Linked DNA regions of Anas platyrhynchos: region 2 is linked to region 1. Evidence: chromatin contacts called from public Hi-C data. All regions are on one chromosome and are shown on one strand. The core of a region is the stretch at or near the end of the contact, and the rest is flanking DNA. Distances in the headings are between cores, read along the strand shown. Region 1 holds the start of LOC101794555 (E3 ubiquitin-protein ligase HECTD3). Region 2 holds the start of LOC101803839.

What was found. Hi-C and Micro-C count contacts between places; a contact is called where the count stands out from the background.
Region 2: a contact with region 1 is called in a Hi-C map of liver, with 2.2 times the contacts expected there. The contact joins the promoter of LOC101803839 here to the promoter of LOC101794555 in region 1. A contact is called at or near these places in 2 of 8 Hi-C or Micro-C datasets (liver and subcutaneous adipose tissue).

What each region holds. Positions count from the first base shown.
Region 1 is chr8:29,625,270-29,628,247 of IASCAAS_PekinDuck_T2T, forward strand. It overlaps LOC101794555 (E3 ubiquitin-protein ligase HECTD3), which reads right to left and starts at 1,290. Exons shown (of 21, transcript XM_072041725.1): 1 at 905-1,290; 2 at 561-721. The coding sequence starts at 1,234. UROD (uroporphyrinogen decarboxylase) reads left to right here and starts at 203. Exons shown (of 9, transcript XM_072041732.1): 1 at 203-570; 2 at 2,659-2,771; 3 at 2,854-2,933. The coding sequence starts at 524.
Region 2 is chr8:29,821,285-29,824,294 of IASCAAS_PekinDuck_T2T, forward strand. It overlaps LOC101803839, which reads left to right and starts at 1,398. Exons shown (of 5, transcript XM_027463197.3): 1 at 1,398-1,556. The coding sequence starts at 1,493.

The sequences.
Region 1 (2,978 bases), core at 40-2,539:
TATCAGGTCTCATCAGATGCCATTTCTGTTCAGAGCATCTTTCCTTCTTCCAGTCCACACCCAGCTGTGTGGGTAACAAGCATTCTGACCAAGCAAAATTGGGTAACTCCGTAACTGGATTCCCTATTACCTCATTTTAATGCAAGAAGTGGCCAAGTGGGCTGGGGCTTTATAATCCAGAGCAGAAAGGGCTGAGGGACAAAACAACAAAATCTCAAGCAGCAGGACATAGGTGGACGAAAACCGCACTGCTCTCTTCCATGCAAGGAAAAGGAGACATCAAATGAAGACAGCAGGTTCAGATTATTAACAAGCTAAAGACGCTAAAATATAGAGACCTAAGGTTTGACGCCTCTCCAGCTCCTCACTGTGGGCAGCAAAATCTTGATTTCTTTTCTAAGTCAGGGTCTGCAGGGGGATTTTGACATTTCCTGCATGCTGCACCCTTCCAAGACGCCAGGAAAGCAAGATGCTGCACGTGTGCCTCTGAAGCAGCCCGGGGAGCCATGTCAGCTATCGTGACATGCAGAGAAGAGAGGATGTGAGCCACAGCTCCGTACCTGATCACAGGTTTGTAATCAACCCCGAACAGCTGCTGCTGCCTCTGGATCCTCTCCGTGGACTCGACCGGGACCAGCCTGTCCCCTCCTTCTGCGTGCTTGCACACCAGCACCCAGCCTTCCTCCAGCTCACAGCCACTCTTGTACTCTTCCAGCTGCTCCTGCATGGAAAAATACATATTGTGGGGATCTGCACGCCAAGATACCGCGAACCCCAAGGGATGGGGAATGCGTTGGGGGTTAAATAACACTCCTGAGCCTGCCCTGCTGCGAAACGCTGCCTGTGATGGGCCAGGCAGGGAGGGGGGGGGGACACAGAGGGGCCCCGCTGCGCTCCCCGTTACCTTGCTGAGCTTCACCCAGAGCCCGGCGCCGTTGCAGTACTCCTCGCCGGTGGCTCGGAGGCAGCCGCCCTTGCGCACCTCGATGGTGGCCCGCGCCGCCCGCTTGCCGCCCCGCGCCGGCCCCGGGCTGTCCCAGACGCTGAGCAGGCTGCGGGCGGCGGCGGCGGCGGTGGCGGCGGCGGGGTCCTTGCAGATCTTGTACTGCACCTCCCGGGGCACGTAGCACAGCGCGGCGGGCAGCGCCCGGGCGCGGCGGAAGCACTCGCTGCACTGCAGCAGGAACCGCAGCCGGCCCAGCACCTGGTGCGGAGCCTCCCCGCCCGCACGCATCGCGCTGCGGACACCGGAGAAACCGGGGAGGGGGACGGGGATGTGGGGGGGGGGGAGGGGGGCAAACCCCGCCCGCCGCCGGGGCAAGATGGCGGCCCCCGAGGGGAGGACGGAGGCAAGATGGCGGCGCCCGTGCGGTGTACGGAGGAGGCGGGGAGCGGGGCAAGATGGCGGCGTACGGATGGGGATAGGGCGGGGCAAGATGGCGGCGCTCGTGCCACAGGGGAGGGGGTGGTGCTAAGATGGCGGCGGCCCTGAGGCGGGGCGGGGGTGGGACAGCGCCGAGCGGGGCGGGCCGGGAAGCGGAGCAGGATGGAGGGCGGTGAGAGGCTCGTGTGAGTAGTGGGGACCCGCCGGGCTGACCCTGACACCGCGATGGGGCGCGGGAGGGGGTCACCGGTATGGCCCGGGGGTCCCTTGTGGGGGACACTGGTGCGAGCCCAGTGGGGAACTGGGGACACTGGTGTGTGGTGCTGGGATCCCGCACTGGGGTGGCACTGGGGTGGCGCTGGGGACACTGGGGACACTGATAAGGTGTTGGGTAGCCATGCGGATACTGCTGTGGCACTGGGGACACTGGTGTGGCACTGGAGACACTGGTGTGGCACGTTGGACAGTGCTGTGGCGCTGGGGTGATACGACCCTGGGGACACTGGTGTGGTACTGGGGACACTGGTGAGGTGTTGGTTGACCCTGGGGACAGTGCTGTGGCACTGGGGACAAATACTGTGGCACTGGGGACATCAGTATGGCACTGGGGTGCTGTGACCCTGAGGACATCCGTGTGGCACTGGGGAGGCTGATCCCGCCCTCGGGTGGCTCACTGGGGACACTGGAGTGGCCCTGGATCTGCATGGAGGTTTTGGGGATCTGTCCCTGTGTCCCCCACCCCTCACAGCAGTGAGGTCCTGCGGGGTCCCCATCCCACCCCATGTGTGTGCACACCGGGTTGCAGCTCCGGAGTGGTGACACCACTGGGAGGGTACTGGGGACATGTGGTGACCAGCTCTGTGGGCACCTGGAGCCCCAGGGACCCTGCCCCACGCCACCATCCCCGTGCTGCACGGTGCTGATAGGGGCTGGGGACAGCCAGCAGCAGGGCTGCCTGTCCCCCGGGCCCTGCTGGTCCCAAATCTCCCCAGGCGGGAGCAACTGCTGCCCCTGATAACGTAATCTCACGGACCCGGGGGTGGGCATCGCCTGTCCCCAGGGAGGGCCCCGCTGTCCCCCTCAAAGAGGCCCTGGGAGGTGACAAGGAGGGAGCATTTGTCACCATGGACCCAGCTGGGTGCAAACCCCTACCCTGCGGTCACCGGCCGGGGAGCAGGGACGAGCCGCCAGCCCTGCACCTGCAGCCCTAGGGGGCTGGCGGGGCATCCGGTCCCCGTTTTGGTGCTAACACCCCTCTGATTTTCCTTCTGCAGCCCCAAAGGCTTCCCCAAGCTGAAGAACGACACGTTCCTGCGTGCGGCGCGCGGCGAGGAGACGGAGCACACCCCGGTGTGGTGCATGCGGCAGGCAGGGCGCTACCTGCCCGGTGAGAGCCGGGTGCGGCGTGAGGGGTTGGGGGCGGTGATGGGTACAGCGTGCACCTCGTCACAGCTGCGGGTTTCTTGCAGAGTTTCGGGAGACCCGGGCTGCTCAGGATTTCTTTGCCACTTGCCGGAGCCCCAAGCTGTGCTGCGAGCTGACGCTACAGGTGAGCGTCCCCCGGGAAGGCTGTGTGTGTCCCCCATCCCCTCTG
Region 2 (3,010 bases), core at 148-2,647, 200 kb after region 1:
TAAAGCGGAGGGACCCGTAACCTTGACGACTGAGAGCCGCTGTCTAGAAGCCAGCTGAGGCAGATACAGCTTCGGTGTCTCTGGAGAAAGAGCAGAGAAGTGACATGAGTCAGAAGCACGCGGGCGTTGGGCTGCGTGGGTCACATCCAGCCCAGGGCCCCAGGGTGCACACCGCAAGGAGCGGAGGTGCCCCGGCCCCGCACATGGGGCTGGGTGGTGCCAGGCAGCAGAAGGTTCCTACAACTTTCCAAAATGTTGTAAATGCCCTTCAAATAATTCCCCTTAAGGGCTGGGAAGTTTGTAAAGGCCTCGTTACTTCTGCCTTAACGGGATGCCAGAAGTTAGTGGCAGTAAGAGGTTAGAAATACATTTCCAAGAAAGGGGGGGGAGATTTCATGGGGTTTTTGAAAGAGCCCATAGAAGACCACGATCAGCCCTGCTCCAGCACAGTCAGATCACCCCAGCAATCTTCTGCCTGCCCCAGAACCAGGGGCAGAGCTACCAAGAAGCTGTGTTGGAGGAAGGTGAGGGCTGGAGGAACAAAATGACCCATTTCCACCTTCCACACTGTGCTGCAGGCACCGGTACCAGGGTGGAGGAAAGGACCCGGAGCCCCCCTCTGCCAAAGCAGCCCAAGAAAGGTTCAGCAAGGACTGTGCCACGGCCAAAAGGCATCTTCCCAAATCAGAGGAGCCCAAAACCTTCCTTACTAGTTTCTGTGAGCACTGACAGGCAGGATGGGAGGGCTCGAACCAGCTGGGCTGGAGAGGAAGCAGAGTGGCCGAGGGATTTGCAGGGGGATTTTTGGTCCTTCCAGAAAACAGCCCAGGCTGCAGGGCGCCTCTCCACAACCAGCTTAGTACTGGGGCTGCTTCTTCAGAAATGCCAACCAGATGAATGCCATCAGACTTTCCAAAGGAAGGCAAGGCCGAACCAGTGGCTGTCTGGGTTTGCGCCCAGGCTGGGATTTCCTTCACCCAGCAAATATCTGGGGAAAGGGCCCGGCCTTTGCAGTGCCCAGACCCCAAGAGAGGTGGGACAGGGCTGCGGGATGCCCCAGGAACCACTCGTGGCACCCCCACTGCCACCCAGGGCAGCATCCAGGGGCACCCCGCTCCCAGCCCAGGGACCCCAAAGTGGCACAGGGGGACCCCAGGGGGATGCTGCCCATACATCGATGTATGGGGCAGAAGCGGGGGTGCTGGGCTCAACCGGGGGGATACCAGAGGGGATGTGGGACCAGAAGGGGGATGCTGAGGAGGGACCGGAGCGGGGACGGGTGGGGGAACACGGGACAGCGCAGGGGATGCCCGGGACGGGGACAACCGGGGATGCCAGGACCCAAACGGGGCCGGTCCGGGGGTGGGGTGGGTGTCAGCATCCCCCCTCCCCGCACAGCCACGACCGGGGCCGCCCCGCTTACCGGCCCGCCCCGCTCCCGCCCCGCTCCCGCCCCGGTGCCGCCGGCGGAGGCAGCGCGGCTCGGCCCAGCATGGAGGGGACGCGGGGCGCCCTGCTCCGCCTGGCCGCCTGCTGCCTGCTCTGCGCCCTGCCAGGTACCGGGGGCGGCCACCGGGCCGGGGGGGCACCGGGCTGGGGGGAGAAATCAACGGGGAGGAGGAGGGGGGCCCGCCGGGCTCGCAGCACCGGGGGAGTTGGGGGGCGCAGTCGGGGTTGGGGGCTCCGCAGCTCGCAGCCGGGACCCCGCGGGGCGCGCCCCGAAATTTGGGCAAAGCCCGAGCGCTGCGGGGGGCGAGGAGGGGGTCCCTGGGGGTCGCCCCGAGGAGCCGAGCTCCGGTCCCCGGTCCGAGCCTCGGAGCTGGCACCGAGGGGACCGGGGACAAAGCGGGAGGGGAGGGGGCGGCGACCACCGGAGCCGCATGGGGGGAGCGCCGCCGGTAGCCCGAGGAGCCCCCCGGTAGCCCGAGCCCCCCCCGCGGTAGCCCCGTCCCCACGTGGGCTCGCAGCGTCGCGCTGGCGGCCACGCGGCGGGGCAGGGGCAGGGGCAGGGGCTGGAGCCGTCGCCATCCCCCTGGCCGTGGCAGTGACAAAGCCGGGGGGGGGGGGGGGCTCGGCGAGCAAGCGTGGTCCTTCTGCTTGGCTGCTAAGAGAAAAGGAAAAAGAAAAAAGGAAAAATAACAATAAAAAAAAAACCAACTCGGCCAGACCCCGATCGGGTCACAGCGCGGCAAAGGGCAGCGGTTGGGGATGAAGGGATGAGATTTTTTTGGGTGCTTTTTTGCCTCTAACAACGGCTGCTGGGAGCCCCCCGTGGGTGCCCGGCGCTGGGAGCTGCTGAAGGTTTTTGAGCTCGGGCTGAGGTTTGGCGCCCCGGATGCGGTTTTGTCTGGGTTTGAGGCTGAGCACGGTGAAGCGGTCCCGAAGCAGCCCCCATTCTGCTGGGAAAGCCCTGGATAAAGCCACGCTGCCCGTATGAGGGTGGCTGTGCCGTTACGGGGTGTAGCAGTGCAGGAGCTCGGGGCTGCCGCTGCCTGCGCTGGCCCCATCGCGCACGCCGGGGTACCCCAGGGAGCTGCTTTCCTCTGCTGGCTCGTGGGAGCCCTCCCGCTGCAACGTCCAAGACTCAAAGTGCTGGGCCGTGCCAGAATTAACATCGTGCTGGACTTTTCCTGGGTTGTTTCGTGCCTAACGTCCCAGTCCCAGCGTCCCTTTGTGGCCTCAGGAAATGGCACCTATGCGGCTGGCCTGGCCCTCGTCCTCGCAGCTTTTGGGTCTGCCAGCTAGTCCCGGCCCCAGTGAGAGAGCAAATATTTTGTGAAATAGATGGCACGGAAGAGCTGCCACCAGTAACGAAAACCACATGGCAAGCTCAGTCCTGAACGAGACAGCAGAGAATCCCCACAGGACAGCGATGGTGGAAGGGGGGCACCCTGAGGTTGGCCCCAAAGCCAACAGCCACCCCACAAACCTGCCCCAAACCAGGCACCCAAAAGGGTCTTTGCCCCCCCTCTGGCCACGTTTGCCGTGGGGCCAGGCAGGGGCTGGTGCT